Linked DNA regions of Sus scrofa: regions 2 and 3 are each linked to region 1. The links are chromatin contacts, called in public Hi-C and HiChIP or PLAC-seq maps. All regions are on one chromosome and are shown on one strand. The core of a region is the stretch at or near the end of the contact, and the rest is flanking DNA. Distances in the headings are between cores, read along the strand shown.

Region 1 (3,140 bases), core at 248-2,747:
TTTAATTTACAATGGGCTCCCAATATCTCCCAGGTTTCCCTCTTTATCTATGATCCCCTATTAGGATTTCTATAACCACCTGTGCCTACTCTAGCCCTATCACTATTGCTTAATTAATTATTATTATTTTTTTTTACTGTAAGGAAAGAAGGGTAATAGGAGACTCCTAAAGACCTTTTCTACCTTTGCTACTATCCCTGGGCAAGAAGGAGGAATTATCCTTGTAACCAGATCCTTCTAGTCTCTGCATTTAATTTTAAGCAAGAAAGTGGACAACTAAAAAGCTGTAAGATTGATGGAAAACAGCAGAGGGCAGTATTTACTCATCGCTGAATCATCTCTGGTATCAGAAAAGTTTTAAACTTGGAGGGGTCATTGTGGCGAAAAGTAAAACACACGCCCTATATTTACATTACTTGCCTTAAATTCTTATTTTCTAAATGGTTTCCCTTAAAGGATAAATAATACCTGATTTCTAGTCACTTTTTTCTTTCTTTGAAGAGCCGAATTGTACCACAAAGATTAGCTTCAGTAAATATCAGGGAAATTAATCTGAGTGCCTTGCATGGCAAGTGGCTATTTTTAATATTTCACTCTATTCATTTCTATTTTTCTCATATATACCCTTTCTCAAGACAAAAACAAAAAACAAACAAAAAAAACAAAACAAAAAGAAACAAAACTTCATCAGGATTCCATTGGTTATAAAATGTCTGGGAGGAAATACTCCAACAGAGATCAAAATTCCAAACTTTGCAATAGGAAAAGATCTCCATCTTTCCAATGGGCTACCATTGTTATTGTTGAAACTCTAAGGTTTGGCTACTGGCACCTGGGATCCATTTGGGAAGGGAAACAAAACAAACAGAGTTCCCTTGGCTTTTCCTACAGGAAATCCAAAGTGCAGTCAGTACCTAGGCCTTGGTGTCCTAGTCACCTGACAGTGGGGGAGGGACAAATGGGGACAGGTTCAGGGTTGATCTCAACCTGGGCTGCAGTTAGCTCGCTCTGTAGACAGAGGAGGCATGAGGAAGATTTGGTTTGGATTCTGTCGGGTTGTATTGTAGAGCAGCTCCCTCCTCTCCCATCGCAAGAGAAGGGGCAGGAAACGGTTAAAGCAAATCTGCGCTTTGCATTCCCAGACAGGCTTTGCTTAATCCTTCCTCCCGCTCTAACAGACCCTCACCCCCCGCCTTTCTTTTATTTCTCTCGACCCCCTTACCCCTGAGTTATTACTAGCATAACAATCTAACGGTCTTCTCCCAGACCCCGCCACTAAAGTTATTTATCTGCAAACCTGACCCCACCCCCATCTATTCTGCGGCAGCCTTTTGCTGTTATTGCTGTAACGCCGGCCAAGATTTGACCAAAAAAAAAAAAAAAAAAAAAAAAAAAAAAAAAAAAGAAAAAGAAAAAATCACCCCCCTTCCCAGCGCCTCCTACTCGCAGATCTCCCACACCCGACAGCCTACAGTCCTCCAGGAGGCTGGAGTGATTAGCATCCGGAGAAGCCAGTCGGAGGCCGAAAAAGTCCGAGAGCGCTGGCGGTAGGAGTGCCAGGCGGGGCTGCTTTAGCTCCGGCCCAATGGGGATGGGGCGAGGGAGGGGCAGTAGGTGACAGCACCCGGAGTTAGGGGGAGTCCGGCGAACTAAAGTGCGGGGATCAATGAGTGGCGAGCAAAGTTTCTGTGTCTTGCTCTAGCTCGCGGTCTTCCCTCCCCCTCTGTTTGTGTTTCGGCGACGCGCTGTGTGTGTGTGTGTGTGTGCGTGTGTGTGTCTGCGCGCGCGCGTGCGGCGGGGAAGGGGCGGGGAGAGTGTGGGGGACCAGCCGGAGGTTGAGAGGGGCTCAAGGAGCTCCAGCTCCACAGCGGTACTAGCTTCAGCCGGGGCAGGCAAGAGGGAGAGCGCTGACAGCCGCCGTCCGAAGCTGCTGCGGGCGCTGCCACAGCCCAGAGCGGATTTCCCCGCCTACACAGCCACGGGTGAAGGAGAAAGGGGGACCAACCACCACCCCCGCCCCAAACAAAAAGCCTTGTGGATTACAAAGTGAAACTGACACAGGACAATAAAGGGAAAGGGCACGAGGTCAGGGGCGAGGCGCACTAGAGAGGGCTTCTGACTGGGGCCGCCGGAGAAGGATCCCCCTGGCATGGTTAGGGGAGGGGACTCGGGGACAGAGCGCTGCTCCTGTCCGACCCTGGCGAGGCCGAGAAGAAAGAGGGACCTGCGCTCGATTTGGATGTACAAATAATGGGTCGGCAGGCGTCCTGGCAGAGGTAAAAAAAATTAAAAATGCCGAATAGCGCTGGATTTTGCCTGCGCCTGACTACGGGCTCGAAGCCGCAGCAGGGGCGGCGGCGCCGGCTGGAGGAGAAGGGACAGAGCTGAGCGCTCCGGGATACCGGAGCCCCAGCGCCGCTGTGAGCGCTTGGAAGGCAGTTTTCTAGCTGCCCGCGCTCAGACCCCGAAGCCTGGGCCTCAGCGGCCACTTCTGCAGCCCTGTTGGAGGGGCGTTGCAGCCTTGTTCTTGAGGAGAGGGGATTCGAGGAAATCCCTCGTCTCCAGATTTTGGGAAAGGAATTCGAGAATCTCCCGGCTCCTCATCGACCCCTCCCCCGTGAGCAATTGTTCTTTCCACACACCGCTACGGACGTTTGTCCTTCCCTCTTCAGTTTCTTCGCTGTGGTAAGTTCTAAAGTTTCTGAGGACAATTGTTTGCAACTTCATTCCTCATTAACCTCAATCTCTCCCAACTCACATCCACCTGGGCGAAAACGCTGACTCTCCCGGATTCGAAAACAAAGTGAAGGGGGAAAATAGAGAAGGTTTGAGAAACTTTTCTGGGAACTCATCAACGCACAGGAGTGTCCGAGGAATGCCTGCCGCTTTCCCCCAAGGCATCTCTCTCGCACTAAGCATCCAAATGGCTACCTTGATCCTTTTGCTGATGCGACTTGCTTCTGTTGGGCAGGAGATTCTTTGAAATAGCAGAGCTCTCCAAGCCATCGGCTGCATGTTTGCTGGGGCTACTTAATCCCCGTCATCGTCATCACTTTTTTGCCTCACCTCTTCCTTCTCTATATCACACTGTTCCAGGGAGCCAGGAACATGGACTTGGCAGCAGACAGGGCTCCTGGCCG
Region 2 (3,096 bases), core at 446-2,945, 690 kb after region 1:
ATGTCATGTTAACAAGTTGGTTCAATACTTCAGCTTGAGAATGTTTTTCAGCGGTTTAAGTAAGGTAGTAAAAAATGAGTAAATCACTTGATTGCAGCTTCTTGGTAATAGAAATTCTCAGTTTTCAATAACAGTTGTTAAGGAACTTGGTCTTTAGAGGTGTACAATTTCTAAAGGTTGTCTGGGTTGTAAGGCTTATTTTTATTCTCTGCAAATACTGCTTTGAAACATGGCAGATTTGGTCATCTTTCATGGTCAATGTGAAGAAATTTTACAGGGTAGTCCAAATGACAGGTAAAAAGACAGACCAATAATAACATTTACATATTTATTTACATCCTCTGTTGCCCTCAAGGAATTTTAATTATCTATATTAAATGAAATAAATTAAGTGATATTATTGAAAGTTCAGAGATTTGGATTACTTCCTAGATTTTTACTTAATATCAGTTTCATGCTTCTGGACAACTGAAAATTCTATACATTCAAATGAAGAAGCTTAGATTTTTGTTTTTTGTTTTTTCTTTTTTGGCCAGCCTGGGGCATACAGAGTTCTGGGGCCAGCGATCAGATCCCAGCCACAGTTGCTACCTACGTCACAGCTACAGCAACACCGATGCTTTAACCCACTGTGCTGGGCCAGAAATGGAACCCGCATCCTGGCGCTTCAGAGATGCTGCCAATCCCACTGCACCACAGTTGGAGCTCCTAGATTTTTTTTTTTCTGAAACTGAGGATCCTGCCACATCAGCAAGAAAATTCAACCCTAGCAAAATGTGTAGTATGAGTTTCTCTGATTCAAGTCATACATTCTCCAAAGTGGTCTTATAATTTCAATATTTAGCTTCAAAATGTAAATATTACATTTTAATAGTGGCATTGTTATTATTACTTATAATTATATGATTTTATTGGTTATTTAAATATTTTTATGGCTATGTGGGTGTTTTAAATAAAAATAGCCCTAGAAATGAGTTATTTTAGAGATACGAGCTACCACACCCACTCTGGTCATTTTGTAGATGAAACTGAGTCTGAGAAAGAGTGTGAGGGACACAAGGGTTTATTACAATTTAGTGCCAAAGGTGGGATACAATTCAAACATCTTAATTCCAAGTACAGTGACTTTCCTTATATACCATCCAATAGATTAGCTAACAATAGTTTGGATAATCATATAGGAAACCTAATAAAATTATCTGCCATGGTAATAAATGATTTCTACTTCTGGCTTGTCAAGGATTTGGACTGCATAAAATATAACAAGGCCCAAAGCCATTTATTATATTCTGCTGTATGACGTTCAGTCATGGGGGCTGCTCGAACATCCAGATTTTCGTGGATGGCAAGGGGTCAGTAAAGTCAGTTCAGCCAAACACTAAGTCTTCATGTTTGGCTGTGACACTGCTGGCATTTGCCTGCCTCAGCATGATCACAAAGTCTTACTGACTGCTCTCATATAGTGTGAGAGAAACGAATTGCATTAGGTTTTTAACAATAAAGATGCAGTTACCTTCTGCCATTTCCAGATTTCCTGTGTGACAAACGTCAGAGTTAAACTGTTGCAACATTCAGCACATTTTTATCCAGATAAATATTGAAAACATATTTAATGCAATATTGAAGGGATTAGAGCATTCAGAAAAGGGAAAGTCTGACTAATGCAGCAGCTGCACAGCATTCCAGTGCACTCAAGCTATTGCCAGCGTTTATTAGCCAGTCAAGTCTTTGACAATAAACAATCTGCGATCCGGCTCATGCTCTCTAGTGGATAGTTGTTGGAAGTTTGTTTTCATGACGGCATTAACAGCTCTTGTGTCTGCAGGTTGCCTGTTATTACTGCTTAATTAATGTTGGAAGACTTTTAATCGAGCTTTAAATGTACTTTTAACTGCATTCTAAAAGATGACTATTTTTATGATAGTGTTCCACTAGCCAAAGGTAAATAAATTAATATATATCAAAAATAGAAATTGTGGAGTTCCCATCATGGCGTAGCAGAAATGAATCCAACTAGAAACCATAAGGTTGCGGATTCTATCCTGGCCTCACTCAATGGATTAAGGATCTGGCATTGCCTGGAGTTGTGGTGTAGGTCGCAGACGTGGCTCAGATCTGGTGTTGCTGTGGCTGAGGTGCAGACTGCAACTGTAGCTCTGATTAGACCCCTAGCCTGGGAACCTCCATTTGCTGCTGGTGCGGCCCTTAAAAAAGAAAAAAAAAAAAAAGCTTAAAAATAGAAATTGCAACAGAATATAGTGTATCTGTTAGCTGCAAAATTGATGTTTCATTTCTTAATATTTTATTTGCAAAAATTATATTTAAAAAAGTAAAAGATGAGATCATTACTTTCGGCCTTCTTCCATATGTAATGTCACTGTCTATCTCTCTTTATTCTATTATTATCATTTATTCTATTATTCTAACCTCATATTATCTCATGGGTTTAGAATCAGGCCTGCTTTTGAGCACATTCACACAGAAAGGCCATAGTGGTTGCAGAAACAGTTTCTTTCCTGATTGGATGAGTGATATGTTTTCAGGACAGACTAGTTGTTTGATATTTTGAATATTACTTTTGGATAAAATAGATCATTAATGTAGCCAAAAAACAGTTTGGGTAGTTAAAAATCCAAACACTATGCCAAAGAAATCTTTAAAACATGAGGAATGTTTTCCCCTTGAAGATTAATGTCTAGTAAATAATTTGAGGTGAAAGTGGAAATCTAAACAGGAAATTAAAGGCAAATATCTCCAGGACTTCAACTGTAACACTACAAATGTAAACATAAAAGATAACACAAAAAGTAAAAACTCAGTAATATGTTACTCATATATAGCATTTTGCTAGCAATTAATACTCCACATATACACTTATACCGAGACTTATGTACTTTGCTATTTAAAATTTAAACTTCGGCTTCTTTTATTTGTCTACCTTTAATATATTCAACCTAGAGAGTATTTTGAAATTAAAACAAGATTTCTGCTCCAATAAATATGAACAGCATAAAAATTAAATGCTATAATATATATTTATATATAAAAGTATTCACATTTATATAATATAGGAATATAATATTTAAACATTTAATT
Region 3 (2,997 bases), core at 5-2,504, 850 kb after region 1:
CACAGCATCAGGAAAAGCCAAAACTGAAGACAGTAGAAGATTCAGTGATTTCTAGAGGTGGAAGGGGTTTTGGGAGGCACAGGGAAGTATGAATAAGCAGAGGACAGAGATCGGAAGGCTGTGAAACTAACCCATATGATACCATAATGGTGGATACATGTCATTACACATTTGTCAAAACCCATAGAAAGTAAAACACGTAGAATGAACTTTAATATAAACTATGGGCTTTGGTTGATTATGATATGTCAATATAGGTTCCTTGATTGTAATAAATGTAGCACTGCAGGGTGTGATCCTGATAGTACAGAACACTATTAATATGTAGGAGTAGGGAATATGTGGGACTCTATTTGATTTTCACTTAATTTTGCTATGAAACTAAAACTGCTTTAAACATGAAGTCTATTTTTGAATGAAATTTATTATAAAAATATATATTTTTAACATGCATTGTTTATTATTTCATAGTTCTTAAAGTTAAAATCCAGCAGAAAAATTACTTGTTTAACTCAACATTTCCCAAATGTATTTTGCTACTAGACTCATTTTTATATAACATCTCTTTGTATCTCTTGGGACTTGGGTTCTGTATTATACTTTCTGTGGAATACTGAGTTTGTATACAACAGTAGTAAAGAAAATGTATGGAAATCTTCTGCCATATATTTTACTTTCTGTATGTCTTAAATTTCACATATTTTGTGATTAGAGAGTGGAATAAAAATACTTTTCAAACAGGCATAAAAATAAGAAATTGACATAACAACAATAAATCAAAGGTAGAATGTACTCCTATTTTGACTCAGTATCAAGTCAATCTTCCTGCTAAAACAAGAATCTATAGTTCTTCTACAGAGTTGAGAGCTTTAATTTGCTCTTCTTTAATCCACCCAACACACACACACACCCATATTGAATATGAGGGGCAGAGCAGCTGATCACTATCTCAGCTCTTTGTTAAGAACTCTATTGTGCTTTTCTGGTGGACCTGTCTGACTTTATAGAAACTTGCTTCCTGTCTGTAACTGTGTACTGACATATGCCTACTTCTTTGGGCTTGACCTCCTGCCACTCAGTCTCAACTTAGTTTGAATCCCTGGCACTTAAATTGCTCTGTCTATTTGGTCTTTGTTTTCTATTTCTTCCCACTCTATTTGGAAATCTTGCTGATGACCTCAGACTGTGCACTTGGATTTTCCGCCCTGTTTGCTCCTTTCCTGTTGCCACGGAGTCATTAGACTTGGTGCACGTCATCTCTCTCTGGAGTTACAATATCTGTGTTTTCTAACCTCCTGGGTTTGGGTCTGTGCCTGCCAGACATTCACTGTCTTCAAGGTCATTCCATTTGGACTCCTGATCTTGGCTTTCATGGGTCTGCCCTAGCTGGCTCAGTGACAGTTTCCAATACTTAGCAGACATGAAAAAGGCCTTCCTTTCCTGTCACAGCTTTTGGTAAGTCAAATATAACACTTCCTGCAAACTCGCAGAGCCTGTCTTCAGTGCAGTTCAGTTCTGTTTCAAATGGCACTTTCTAGGTGAGTTCTTCTCCCAAGAGCTTTTTAAAATGCAAACTTTTTTTCTCATCACATTTTCCATCCCCTTGCCTTGCTGTATTTTTCTCCACAGCATATACTGTATAATATACTTATTTATTTTATACATTGTCTGCCTCCATCTGTTGGGACAAACCTTCATGATGCAAGGCTTTGTTTTTCTCACTGATAACATCCCTCAATCTAAAAGAGTGCCTAGTTTACAGTAAACAATAAATAAATGCCATGTAACAGATAAATGAATTAATATGAGCGAACCCTGGGTGGGACAAATTGGGGGGGTCAGAACATTACAACTAATAATTTCCATTTCAGAAAGGCACAACATTTTCCCACCAAGACTGGCTCACTGTGGTGTTCCCTAAATAGTCAGAAAGGTATTTACACTCCAGGCATTCATGTACGCTGTAATCTCATTGTGATTTTGCTAGCAGGGGAATCAAAGTTAAGTTTACCTTACTGAAATAATATTAAAAGCAAAGTGAACACCATTTCTAAAGTACAGATGTCAATGAGGATACTGACAATTAAGGGCAGCATGGCTTCCTTTTCATTAGTTATATGATGAGACAAAAATCACATTGCTCAGTGATTCCAAATCCTAAATTGCTTGAAAAAGGTTATTTTCATCATTCATGTATTTTTATACCTTTTATAACTAAAAGTACATTTTAGTCTCAGGGAAATTTTAAAATTTAGAATCTCCCAGTTGAGAGGTCATCAGTCCTCCTCTTGTATAATATCTGGATTGTTTTCACTTTTTGGCTATTACAGAGGAAGATACTATGAACATTCACATCCAAGTTTTTGTGTGAACATAAGTTTTCAATTCTTGGAGTAAAGGCAAAGAGCAAAATTGCTGGATCATATGGTCATTGCATGTTTTGTTTAATAAAATAAACTATTTTCAGGATAGGCTATGCCATTTTACATTCTACCAGCAATGTATGTCTGATCCAGTTCCTCTGCAATATCACCAACATGTATTGTTGTCTCCCTCTTTTATTTTAGTCTTTGCAGTAGGCATGTACCAATATCTCATGGCGGCTTTAATTTGCATTTACCAAATGGATAATAAAGTTGAACATCATTTCCTATGTTTATTTGCAATGTATATAGCCTCCACACTGAAATTGAATTTATGCCTTTTAACCCGTTTTTAAGTAGTTTTTTTTTTAGTTGAATTTTTAAAGTTCTTTATGTAGTCTAGAAACTAGTCCTTAGTCTAATATGAGGTTTGAAAATATTTTCTCCCAGTTAGTAACTTGTCTTATCATGTTCTCAATAGAGTCTTTTGCAAAGCCAAAATTCTTAATTTTGACATAGCCCAGTCTATCCGTATTCCCTTTTATGGACTGTACTTTTTGTATCTAGTTTAAGAACTCTTTGCTTAGCCTCATATTGAAATTTTGCTCTTACATATTTTTCTAAAATATTTATA

Evidence for each region. A called contact is a pair of places that touch in the nucleus more often than the background predicts. HiChIP or PLAC-seq counts read pairs in DNA pulled down with a chosen protein or histone mark.
Region 2: an H3K27ac HiChIP or PLAC-seq map of skeletal muscle shows a contact between it and region 1, with 6 times the contacts expected there. The contact joins the enhancer-like site here to the promoter of FAT4 in region 1. A contact is called at or near these places in 5 of 47 Hi-C or Micro-C datasets (embryonic fibroblasts, fetal heart ventricle, retroperitoneal adipose tissue and 2 more) and 1 of 2 datasets of contacts at active chromatin or transcription factors (skeletal muscle).
Region 3: a Hi-C map of skeletal muscle shows a contact between it and region 1, with 10 times the contacts expected there. The contact joins the enhancer-like site here to the promoter of FAT4 in region 1. A contact is called at or near these places in 9 of 47 Hi-C or Micro-C datasets (embryonic fibroblasts, epiblast stem cells, liver and 5 more) and 1 of 2 datasets of contacts at active chromatin or transcription factors (skeletal muscle).

What each region holds. Positions count from the first base shown.
Region 1 is chr8:99,310,488-99,313,627 of Sscrofa11.1, reverse strand. It overlaps FAT4 (protocadherin Fat 4), which reads left to right and starts at 1,497. Exons shown (of 22, transcript XM_021101611.1): 1 at 1,497-3,140. The coding sequence starts at 3,109. The region is part of intron 1 of LOC106504728 (a long non-coding RNA gene); the gene reads right to left.
Region 2 is chr8:98,620,575-98,623,670 of Sscrofa11.1, reverse strand. No RefSeq gene overlaps it. Among named protein-coding and RNA genes, the nearest start is that of FAT4, 690 kb to the left of the region's middle. Within about 2 kb of position 1,695, at least 8 of the 83 cell types and tissues checked have an H3K27ac peak or open chromatin away from gene starts, as enhancers often do. A contact at or near this core is called in skeletal muscle, where this site is marked.
Region 3 is chr8:98,464,153-98,467,149 of Sscrofa11.1, reverse strand. No RefSeq gene overlaps it. Among named protein-coding and RNA genes, the nearest start is that of FAT4, 850 kb to the left of the region's middle. Within about 2 kb of position 1,254, at least 11 of the 83 cell types and tissues checked have an H3K27ac peak or open chromatin away from gene starts, as enhancers often do. A contact at or near this core is called in retroperitoneal adipose tissue and skeletal muscle, where this site is marked.